Linked DNA regions of Rattus norvegicus: region 1 is linked to region 2. The links are chromatin contacts, called in public Hi-C maps. All regions are on one chromosome and are shown on one strand. Each heading gives the region's core, a stretch centred on a gene start, on an enhancer-like site or on the middle of the called end of the contact. The rest is flanking DNA. Distances are from core to core; before and after follow the strand shown. Region 1 holds the start of Nfkb2 (nuclear factor kappa B subunit 2). Region 2 overlaps Gbf1 (golgi brefeldin A resistant guanine nucleotide exchange factor 1).

Region 1 (5,500 bases), core at 1,890-4,389, 58 kb before region 2:
CTGTAGGCGAAGGAGGAGAAAAAGCCGAGGCTGCCACCTGTGGGCATGGGGAAGGCTGTGAGGTGCTAGCCAGGACTCTCCCAGATTTCTCTTCTAACTTCGCCTTATCTCCTCCACCCCTTTCCCTGCCACGGACACCTGCTCACCTCCTCCAGCGCCTCCATAACCCCCAGCGGAGCCCCCAGAACCTCCACCCATGTGGGATCCGCCCCCGAAGGGCTGGGAGAAGGTAGGCAAGGCCTTTCTCCGCTTCCTCTGTACTTCCTCCTTGTCTAGGGGGAAAGAGAATCGGGGAGTTAAAACCCAATATGGGTCAGACCCTAGATTCCTCAAGCCGGCTCCTGGGAGCCAACTCTAGGCCACCTCCAGGCCGGCCTTGCTCTGTCCAGTCTTTGGGAATGCTGAAGCCCCACCTGACCCACCTTCCACCAGAGGGTAATACGTGAACTGTTTGGAGTCGGAGACATCGCCCCCACGCTTGCGTTTCAGCTGCAGGAACACCGTTACAGGCCTCTCAATCTTCATCTTGTGATAGGGCGGTGTCCGGAACACAATGGCATACTGGGGTGGAGGGTGGGAGAGCAACATGGTGTCAGTGAGGCCTCTTCATAGCTCTGTCTCCAAGACAGGCCCTAGTTCCTCAGTACCTGTTTATGAACGTCTGTGGGAGAGAAGTCCCCAAAGGCTTGCCATCCGTTCTCGTCATCCTCATAGAAACGAACCTCAATGTCATCTACAGAGAAAAGTGACGCTTAGCCACAGGGAGAACCTGCAGGCCAGTGCATTCATTCCGAAATTGCCCTGGCCCCTAAGCCTTACAGCCAATGTTTCCACCTCCCAGAGAGGGCTTCTGCCTCACCTTTCTGCACCTTATCGCAAAGCAAATAAACTTCGTCTCCACCGCGCACGGAACCTGCTGTTTTGTCCATTCGGGAAATCTTCAGGTTTGAGGCCCCTGGAGACTCTATAAGGTGGGGGATGGGTTGGGGACACATTGATGGGATTGGAGGCTTGGCAAGGTCATTGTCATCATTATCAAACTTCAGGAACCACAGTATTCTCATTAACCAACTCGGAAACAACACTCAGATTTGCTTACGACCACTCACCCAACACGAACATAGCAGGGCCAAACCCCATAGCTTGGAGGTATCGCCAGTGCTCCTTTGGGAACCCACACTTGGCACCCTGCAGAATACTCACTGCTGTCGTGGATGGGCTGGGAGATCACAGGCTTCAGGGGCAGGGAGAAGGAGCCATCACTAGCTCGAAGGAAAGCTGAGAAGCGTAGCCGTACAATGCTCAAATCCATGACTTTCTTCAGCTCCTTGGCCTCCTGCTCCAGCTCCCGGCGCTCGGCCTCTGGATGGGGCAACGTGGTGTGAGCTCTGAGCTCCTTTCCCCGGCTCCTCTCGAAACACCTCCCGGCCATCCCTTGCTACCACACCTGTAAGGCCCTGAGGCTTGGAGCGGAGCCGCTGCCTCTGGAGTTTCTGAATCATAATCTCCATCATGTTCTTCTTGGTTACATGCAGGACACCCAGATTATTAAATCTGGAGAGGGCAAGGAGGGGTCAGAGGGCTTTGACCATGAAGCTTTTTCCTTCTGAGGCAGCGCCCCTCCCCTCACCCCTGACCCCTGCACATGGCCAGACTCATTCGGGCTCTGTCCTCCAAGGAAACTGTTTATAGCTGAGCCCTGGGGGTTCTGGGGCCGAGGTACATCTCCCCCTTTGTGTGTTAATCACACAGGTAGGCTGAGACCTGAGACTGCCAGGCAGTGAGCATCCCACTGGGGGCCACGGGCGGAAACACCTACTGAGCAGTCATGTCCTTGGGTCCCACAGACACGGCACACACCCCCAGCTCAGAGCACTGCTTGCCCACCAGACTGTGGGCATGTGCACGGGGTGGGTCACTGTGTGTCACCAGGTCCACCTCAATCTTGGCCGGCCCCTCGTAGTTACAGATCTGAGAAGGGTAAAGGATCATCATCAGTCGTAGCGCGGATATCCCGTTCCTACCCTCCAGCGTCATCATCCGAGCTCACCTTGACAGTAGGATAGGTCTTCCGGCCCTTCTCACTGGAGGCACCTGGCAGACCTCCATGGGAGGGGCCTTCACAGCCATATCGAAATCTGAAGCCTCGCTGAAGGTTCCATGGAAGAGACACTGTGATCAGGAGAGGCAACTCCCCCCTGCCACCCCCACATGGTAACTACTGGCTAACACTGACCACAATGACCAATAGTGTCTCTCCTGTATATTTCCTTATAACCCCCCAAAATAGCAGCAATTGACAGTTATAACCACCCCACGTGTCCCCAGAGCTGAAGCCATCACATCTCTGTTGTTCACTCACCTGTTTAGGCTGTTCCACAATCACCAGATAGGGGCCATCAGCTGGAAATAGAGGGGCCTTGCTGAGCGTGGGGGGGGGGTATCTAAGACCATCCCTCAGTGGGGCCTCCCCAGGGAACACGCGAGGTTTGCAGACACTGGGAGGCCAAAGACTTACTGACCTGTCTCTGGGGCTGGATCCTTGGGCTCCACAATGGAGGGGCTGAATTCAAAATCATCATATTCAGGGATGCCATCCAAACCCTGGTTTATAGACGGAGAAGGTGGCAGCTGATTCAACCCACACCCACTCCCCCACACACCCCCCTTAAGCCCTCTGCAGTCACTCCTAGGACTCCTCTTCAAGCTATGAGGAAGCTCCTTTCTGGGCAGGGTTTGCAGACAGCACAGACTGACAGACTAGGGGAATTTGAAGCCGTGCAGAAGTAGGGAGTGGAGGAGCGTCCAATACAGACACAGACGGCACCAGCCGCCTTCAGGGTCAGGCAGTGTGACTTACTGGATCGTAGCAACGGTCCATATTTCTGGGCTAGGCCCTGCTGTGTCTTTTGGCTTCGGCCCGGTTCAGCTTCCCAGAGTTTCAGACGCCCGCCTAAGGTGAAGAGAGGCACAGGAGGGGGAAGAGGGGAAGAGCTCAGGATAGGGGTGGGCAGGAGAGGGGGGTTCAGATCTGGGGGAGGGTCTGATCTCCTCCAGCCGCCCGTCCGGGCGTGGCGGGAAAGATCCGGTGGAGGTCGAGATCCGGATCGGGGCTGGGCCGGGGAAGGGGCAGAAAGTTAGTGCTCTTAGGAAAGTCCCGAAAATACCAGGGGGAGGCGGAGCCGGAGGGGGCGGGCCTGGAAATGACGCCGGGGCCCCGCCCCCGCGGCGGGAGGGGCGGGAGGCCCAGGCTGTTCCTGGTTCCCCAGCAGCCGCTGCAGCCCCTGGGGCTCAGTCGAGGCCTAGCCGGCCTCGCCCCCTCTCCGCAGCCTGGAGCAACCTTGGGATTTTCAGCCAGTGTGGAGGACACGGCTGATTCACCTAGGGGCTTTTGTGGGGACATTCCTGCCGTCGGAGGCCCCTTTTCCGAATGGCCCGTAGGCGGGGGCTCTTGCAGTGGGGCCTCCGGGGGTTCTGCCCAGAGAATGTGATTCGGGCCGCTGGGTGGGGGGAAGGAGTTTCCCCCTTCACGGTCTCCGGAGACTCCGGAACGTCTTAGCTTCCCGGATTCTCCCGCTGCACCTGCTCTGGGTGGCCAGGCAACCGGTCGCATTCCGCCCTCCCCGGCGACCCCAATCCCAAAGCCATGTGTATTGCGCGTGTGTCCGCTACAGGAATGTGCGTTTCATCCCTAATGTCTTGTGTGCCTGGTGAGTGCGAGTGGTGGCAACGTGGCACGTGCAAGTGAGCATTCGTCCACACAGGTGAGTTCTTGAGCTGCTCAGTGTGGGCACACGTCCGTGCACGTCTGGATGTCCGTGTGCAGGCACCGGTGCACTGGTGCCCTTCTGCCCGCGAGTGCGTGTGCAGGGCTGACACCGGCCGGCTGTGCGCAGGCGGGCTAAGGGCAGGCATACGTGTCGATGATGTGTAGCAAAGTGTTCTGTTCCTGTGCGCACTCACTGGAGGTGGCGTCCAGCCCCAGACTGTCATCTAAAGTGTCCCTTCCCTCCCTCTCCATTCCCTGGACACTCAGGGTTCTGAATCCAGCCACTCACCGTGGTGGCGGCTCTGGTTCCGACTTCTTTCCGAGCCCTTCCCTGGACCGGTCGTTGCTCCTCTCCAGCAGTAGGGCTCCAGCCGGGAAAGCCCCTTTCGGCCCCCCGAGGGGGGGAATTCCCGTGACGTTCCTGTGCGTCACTCCCCATGCCCTTTTTTATTGGCTGAAAGTTTAACTCCAGGACTCTTGTAGCAACCCGGAGCGACGAAGGCGCGCCCCTTTCGGGGAAGGCTCGCCCGGGACTGGCCGCGGGGTGTTACCAAGCGCCAGTTCTGCTGGGGACAGGCGAGGTGGGACGGCGGACCAGCGCAGGGAGCGGCTCGGATCTCTGCACCTTTCCAGGCTTGCCCGGGACCGCTACGGAGTCCATTGGGCCTTTTGGCTCTTGCTATGCCTGGAGAGTGGCTATCTCTGAAACGGGAAACCCAAGGAAACCGGGTCAGCTGGACACTCCAGTCACCCTCCGGGAGAGGGGCCTCTTAGCTGGGAAGTAAGGGGAAGAGGAAGGAGTCGGATCTTGCGGTCAGCTCCAGATCGCCATCTAGCGGCTTTTCTGGAGCCGCGAGGAAACTCTGGGGTCAACTGTCTTAGTTTCCTGGCTTTAGATGTTTATTCTGTAAGTGTCCGGTTCACAAGGGCCAAGGCTTTTAAGAGATCCATTGGAGAAGCAATGCGCTGGGGGGAGAAAAGAAAAGGAAGAGAAGAAAGATGTTTGGCTGGGAGTCTTAGGCCTCGTTCACCCACCACAGATGTCTCAACTATTGGAGTTGAAAGGAGTCCAACCGGGTGTGAACTGCACCTGCAGTCCCAGCTTTCTTGAAACCAAGAGATCCCAAGTTTTACTCCACCCGTTATCAACACACATGCACACAAAGGTGTCCAAAGTGTATTTCAGACTTCCTCCTCTGTGGAAAATTGCCAGTGGTGTGCTTTGCATGGGTGAGGCCCAGCTATTACCATCATAAAAGGGGGTGGGAGGCTGGGGAGACAGCACAGCACTTCTTCTGCTCTTCCAGGGGACCGATCCGCGTGGGACAGCTCACACGTGTCTGAAACTACCCCACCAGGATCCCCTGGCTCTCTCTCCGCCTCTGGGAGACCGAATTCAGGTGCACACTCTTCAATTCTCGCCTACCCACCCCAAACCCATGTAATTATAAAAATAAGGAATATAATCTTTTTAAAAAGTCACCCTGAAAATGATGTTTCGCTGACTTCTCCGCGCACACTTCCACTAACAAGGTCAGGACAAGAGTTTCCAGCATGTTCTCTGTCTGGGCCTCGTGTTGTCATCTTTCCCCGTAGGGACTGTGTGTACGGTGCGTCTCCGTCCTGAAGCCCTCCGTCCGGAAGCCCTCCGTCCTGTAGCACAGCACAGGTTCTTTCAGGGCTCTCCTACAGCTGGCCCTGTTGCTTAGCAGCTGATCATAGACTTGTACT
Region 2 (6,239 bases), core at 617-3,116:
ATATAGTTGGCTAGCTTTTGGTTTTAGAGACAGGATGGAGTCTAGGCTGGCCTTGAGCTCACTGTGAAGCTAAGGGTGGCCTTGAATTCCTTATCCTCCTTCCTCTGCCTCTCAAGTGCTGGGATTATAAAGCAGGTGCCAAACACACCTGGCTTTAAAAAAAAATATTGTCCCTTTAACTAATCAGGCTGTAGGAGGGAAAAAGAAACAAACTGAATGGGACTGGAGACTAGGGACTGGGAGCAGGCAGGATTTTTGATGTGGAAAAGAGGTGAGAAGCTGACCCTAAACAAAATCTGTGGAGGGACAAACTCTGCTCTACTCTTGTGGCAAACAGCCACAAGGAGCAGGCTACAAACCTGCCTCCAGCCAGGCCTAGAGTCCTGCAGAAGGTCGGTTCTGGTGCTTGGTCCTGAAAAGTGAGCTCATGGAGGTAAGCAGGAAGAAAGGCAGCACATGAGTGAAGCTCAGGCGGTGCTGAGGGTCAGGGAGCATGGAGAGCAGGAGCCCACCTGACCCAGTGGTACGAGTAAGGACACGGATCTTGCCACCCCTCCCTCCTTTTTCTTCATTTGTGAGACAAGGTCTTGCTATGTAGCCCTGACTTGCCTGAAACTCACTAGACCAGACTAACCTTGAATTCACAGGTCCCCCATCTCTGCTCCTGTGCTGGGCTTTAAAGGTATGTGTCACCACACATGGCAATTTCCCCCTTTTTGGTACCTGAAATTAACAGAGTTCCTGAGCCTAAAGTTTGGGGGATTGCCAAGAAACCTGAGCATTTCTCTTGCACAATGAGCCAGGAAGACTTTCATCAAAGGTGAGTACTTTTTCTTTTTCTCTTCTGTCTTCTTGGCACTAGTCTCTGACATGCCCAAGACTCTGTCCTACTTGCAGCACCCTCTTCTAAGTACCAAGTGGCTTCTACAGAGACATGCACGGGGGCAGGCATTTGAGACTTGGGGTACAATGTGGTGACCCAGCCCCTCCTCCTATCATCCTCCCATCTCTCTCAATCAGCAGAGAAAATCCCATTCTTTATGGACCCTGTTTAAATACTCTTGCAGCCCTGCTTGAAAGTCCTTATGTAGGACTTCAGGGCTTTAAGAAAGCTAGGTCTTGATTGGCATGTCAGAGTTCAGCAGTGAATAGCAGCCTTGCTCACATCTCAAGGCTCCTGAGAGTTTGTTTCTTCTTCTCTTTCAATAATTTCTTGATAAAGTGGTTTAAATTCTTTAGATCTTTTTGAATTCTCATTCCTTCACCTTGGACAAAGTAGCAAAGTCCATTTCCTAAGAAGGCAGGTAATAGTGACCGGTCTTCGAATCACAGGGAGAATGGGCCAGTAAGCTGGACAGTCAGTGCTACCACTCCTGACCTGACAGGCGCACGGGCCCAAACTAAAGGCCAGTCTGTGGAGCAGAAAATAATCTCAGAAGCCTTGGGCTGCAGGATCCAGAGGGCAGTGGGTGGTTCCTGCTAGGAGGTCGCAGAAACAAAGGATTCCTTGGCTTGAGCTCATTAGACCTTGTACTCTGCCAGACTCCTCTTCTAGTCACTTGGTAGCCAGTTTCAGAGAGACTTGCCAGCCTTCGTGTTTTGCTTTATGGCTCTTGCACATTCCTTCCACGCCTTTTCACATGCCTACAGCGATCCTCACCTCCAACATTCTCCTTTCCCACCGAAGGAAACTCCATTGACCAGCTGGCCTGAGGTCTCCAATGACCAGTCTCTTTGCCAAGTCCAGGAAGGGGACAGAGGAAGGAGAAAAGATCAAAGGGAAAGACCCAGAAGGGCAGCTGCTGGAGGCTGTGAAGAGACATGACCTGCAGGTGGCGCTCAGGCTGAGGGTGGCAAGTCCTGGGACTGATGTCTTCAGGGAAGGTATGCTGAGGCTCCTGTGCCTGGAAAGGCTGAGACCTTCCCTCCCTACTCCTAACCTGACTGACGCCCAAGGCTCAGAATCCTGAATGAGTTAGCTAAGTAAATCCAATTTTCTAGAAAAGATAGAGTTTTCTCGCCCTGAACTTAAAGGTCATTCATTTGCTTCTGGCTGGCTTGAACCTCAGCCTCATCTCACCTTGTCTCTCCATTTTGGAACAAAAAGGGCTGGCTGCCTGTTTTCTTTGCTCTTCACTCTTTTCAAATGGGTTTGTAATGGGGGTGGAGTGGGGATTTAACTTCTAAGTGACAAGATCAACTAAAATAAGGAATCCAAATGCACATCTTACGTAAACTGACTAAGGGGATACAACTCAGTGGTGGAGTCCTTGCTTATTAGCAAGTGTGAGGTCCTACTATAGAAAAAATAGACTGGGTGCAACGATAGGAATAGACTGAGAACAACACTTTCCAGTACAGTAGACTCCAATCCCTACTGTACAGAAAGCTTCAACAACTGTTAAATCCAACAGAGGGACAAAAGAAAAACAACAGTTCAATCTCGGGAAATAAAAACAACATTTTTGCCCACCAAAGTGGCACACACACAAAACAGAAAACTGGTAATACTCAGGGCTGAAGACAGCAAGGAGAAATGGAAACTCCAAGAGCATTGCTAGTAGGGACATAAATGTTCTAACCTACTAGGGAAGGGATCTATAAAATGTAGCCCTTATAACATTTCATACAGAACTACAATTAATAAATAAGGCCATAGGAACACAGATGCTTAATTTCAGCTTATTTATAATGGTTTCAAAAGAGAGAATAATGTAAACATTAAATAAAAAACACTGTTATATCAAAGATGAATGGGGAGGAGAAATGGGGAGTTATTTCATAATTAAAGTTTCTGTTTGGGCATGAAGAAGTTTGAGAAATATTTGTTAAAAATAGTTGTACAATGGGGTGGACATAACTAAAACTATTGAATTCTTTACTTCAATGGGATTAAAGGAGCTGTGCATGTAGACTGCTTGCCTAGAATTCATGAAGCCACTGTTTTGATCCTAACACTTCACAAAACTGGATGTGGTAGAAAAAGGGTTCTTATCCCAGAATGGGAAGGTAAAGGCAGGGAGAACTAAAATCCACAGAGTCCATTCTACACAAGAGGCCATTCTACATAGTGACTGCGTCTGAGGCCACCTTGTGCTGCATGAGACTCTGTCTTAAAAAAAAAAAAATTAAAAGGTAAAATGTGTGTGTGTGTGTGTGTGTGTGTGTGTGAGGGAGAGAGAGAGAGAGAGAGAGAGAGAGAGAGAGAGAGAGAGAGAATGTTTTCCTACAATGAAAAGAATAAATCAGCTATATAATTATATGTGTAATCAAATAAGCACTATTAAGTGAAATACAGAAAATATGTAGTACAATACCCTCCCTCCCACTTAAAAAAAAGTGTGTGTGGGGGGATAATCAGGCTGGAGAGATAGCTCTTCCAGACAACTCAGGTTCAGTTCCCAGCACCAAGATGGGGCTTCTCGTAAATGACCATAACTAGTGTCAGGAGAATCTGACACCCTCTTCTGACCTCTGTGGGCACCTGCATACACATGGTACCCCTACACACACTCAAGTACATGCACATACACATAAAATGAATAAATAAATCTTTAAAAAAAAGATAACTGTCTATATCCAGTACTTGGGAGGCTGAGGCAGGAGAACTTAAAGAAGTTCCAGGCAACAAAGAAAGACCCGTCTTAAGATGAGTATGTGCATGGGGGGGGGGGGGAGTTCATATTTATGTGCATTAAGAAAAGGATAAGTGCAATCAAGGCATGTCCTCAACACCATTTACTTAGAGACTCTGGCGCTAAGAGAGAGGAGAGACCTTTATTTCAGACATTTCTAATGTAGTTTTCTTACAATAAGCACAAATTGGAAAATAAGGCAAACCACAGGAGGTGGGGATGGATGGCTCAGTGCGTAAAGGAACTTGCTGTCAAGCCTAATTAATGATGGGAGAAGAAAACCTAGCCACAAATTGTCCTCTGACCTCCATGTGGATACCCTTCTGTGTGCATGTCCCCTCTCCCAGCTTCCCTGTTGTAATTTTAGAAACGTCTGCTCCTTTGCATACAAATAAATAAAAAAAAGTAATTTTCAAAAAGGGCAAACTAAACCATCAAGGGTACCACATTCTTAACTCTCCAAAGTGTGGTGGAAACTAGAGTCCAGGCAATCTCCTCTCTTCTCTCCCTTCATGGACAACCCAGTCAATTAGCATGATGAGGAATAAGTCAGCCTATGTCTCTCCTAGGAAAGGGACTGATGGTTTAAGGCCTGTGCAGCAGGACATGGAATGCTGCAGGTGTCACAAAGCATAAGCGCTCACCTATGAGTGCACAGGACAGGAACTTGTTGACAGAGGTGAGTGCCAGGCCGGTGATAGGACCAGTGGTGTCTTCAGAGCGAATGACTTCCAGAAATGGACGAAGGAATACATTTGGCTCAATCTCTGAGAGTTCTGCAAGAAAAACAAACACACACAAATCAAAAATGAAAAGACACTAACAAAAAAATCCTGGCGAGAGTTCATTTTTGTCTGTTGAATGAAGTTAGAGGTCTTTTTGTTTGGGTCAAACTTCTTCCCCCTAAAATAAAGGATTATTAGAATGGTGAGTTTTCTGTCATAAGGAATACTGCGTCATTACTGTTGTGTGTATGCATGAGATTGAGTCCAGGACACTGCATATGCTATGCAACTATCTTCCAGTGAGCTACATTCTCAGCACTTGAGCATAATCAAAAACATTAACAAGAGTCGGGCATCAGGTGTGACAACTCACATTCTTTTTTTTTTTCAGTCTTTCATGTGATTTATTTTCTTCCTTCAACCATAATAATATGATATCCAAATGTTGTCTTACCTGTGGGTCTGTAAACACAGGCTTATCCATCCCACTTACAGGCAAGGCAAAGGCTGCTTCTTGAAATGGCCCCACCATGGATCCTCCGGTCATCCAACCCAAGTCACCCCCTTGTCTGGCTGTATCCTTGCTGTATTGTGTGGACACTTCACTGGATCTCATCCCAGACTTAAACTTTTCCATGGCTTCCATGATTTTCCCATGTTTTTCCACACAGAATGTGTCTGACCTTTACTGAATTGCCACCACCTTTAGGACCCTGAGACTTGTCAGCATTGTCACCCCCAGAGGCTGTACTTCCTTTCCCTCCTTTTCCAGAACCACTTTTCCCCTTCGGTGGCATCTCTTAAGCTTGGATGATTCATATTCTAATCCCAGTTTTCAGGAGGCAGAAGTAGGAAAATCATTACATGTTTGAAGGAAGCCTCAGTTACAAAGCAAGTTTCAGGCCAGCCAGGACTACACAGCAGTCCACTGTTTCAAAAACACAACAAAATAAAAAAAGGAAAGAAACTAATAATACTTACTTAATATAACCAAATAGCATGAGTTAATTTTCTATATCCATTTCATCATTTCTTCAGTGACACACAGGTGAGTTTTACCTTGTTACAGATAATATAACTAAAGAAATTCCCGGGAGTGAGGAAAACCTGGTTTTAGTCCCCCAATGAAAAGGAAGCCTGAAATAAGCAAAAGGCGAAACAGCCTCCAGTTACAGTGACAGTTTGTAATCTTGGAAAAGTCCTAACCACTCTCTCTCTCCTCTTCCTTCCTTCTTCCCTCCCTCCCTCCCTCTATCTCTCCCTCCCTCCCTTCCTCCCTTCCTCCCTTCCTCCCCAGAGCACACAGTCTGCTAACTGTCCTGACATGAAGGGGCATCACAGACTGAGAAAAGTACGGTTTAGATAAGACAGTGATTGGCCTTAAATCACACAATACTCAAAGTTAGGATCTACATGGTTCTATAGTTCCCAAAGCACATATCTACCCTACCTCACTGCCAGCACATACATCTACTGCAGCAGATTTCATTCTAGGTCAAGCACTACTCTGGACTTCCTGCCTACTTGACTTTGCTGAGGGTTAAATTCGCTTCCTTATACTCTACTGTGGTTTGAGCTTTCAGAGCTAGTTTCCTTTTAGTATTCCTAAACAGGCCAGAATCTTTTAGGGATATGATCAAGGCTATCCCACCTTAGAGACTGAGGGGAATGAAGGTAGTGTGTGTGTGTGTGTGTGTGTGTGTGTGTGTGTGTGTGTGTGTGTGTGTGTGTGTGTGCTCATCCTTATGAACCTTCATTTTCATGCAAATATAGGGCACTCCTTACTTAGTCCCTACCTTTCCTCTGAGTAAACATTTTCTGGGCCGGCTGCTTCTCAGATTAACACTTTAATTAACTGGCAGATTGGGTAGTATTTTCC

Evidence for each region. A called contact is a pair of places that touch in the nucleus more often than the background predicts.
Region 1: a Hi-C map of kidney shows a contact between it and region 2, with 1.7 times the contacts expected there. The contact joins the promoter of Nfkb2 here to the enhancer-like site in region 2.

Annotation. Positions count from the first base shown.
Region 1 is chr1:255,106,013-255,111,512 of GRCr8, reverse strand. It overlaps Nfkb2 (nuclear factor kappa B subunit 2), which reads right to left and starts at 3,139. Exons shown (of 22, transcript NM_001008349.1): 1 at 2,861-3,139; 2 at 2,523-2,604; 3 at 2,363-2,403; 4 at 2,051-2,149; 5 at 1,820-1,971; 6 at 1,448-1,554; 7 at 1,204-1,362; 8 at 860-964; 9 at 648-733; 10 at 423-561; 11 at 147-272; 12 at 1-37. The coding sequence starts at 2,881.
Region 2 is chr1:255,046,233-255,052,471 of GRCr8, reverse strand. Gbf1 (golgi brefeldin A resistant guanine nucleotide exchange factor 1) reads right to left here. Exons shown (of 40, transcript NM_001191634.1): 4 at 4,280-4,411. It also overlaps the pseudogene Pin4-ps7. Among named protein-coding and RNA genes, the nearest start is that of Nfkb2, 59 kb to the left of the region's middle. Within about 2 kb of position 1,866, at least 2 of the 93 cell types and tissues checked have an H3K27ac peak or open chromatin away from gene starts, as enhancers often do. A contact at or near this core is called in kidney, where this site is marked.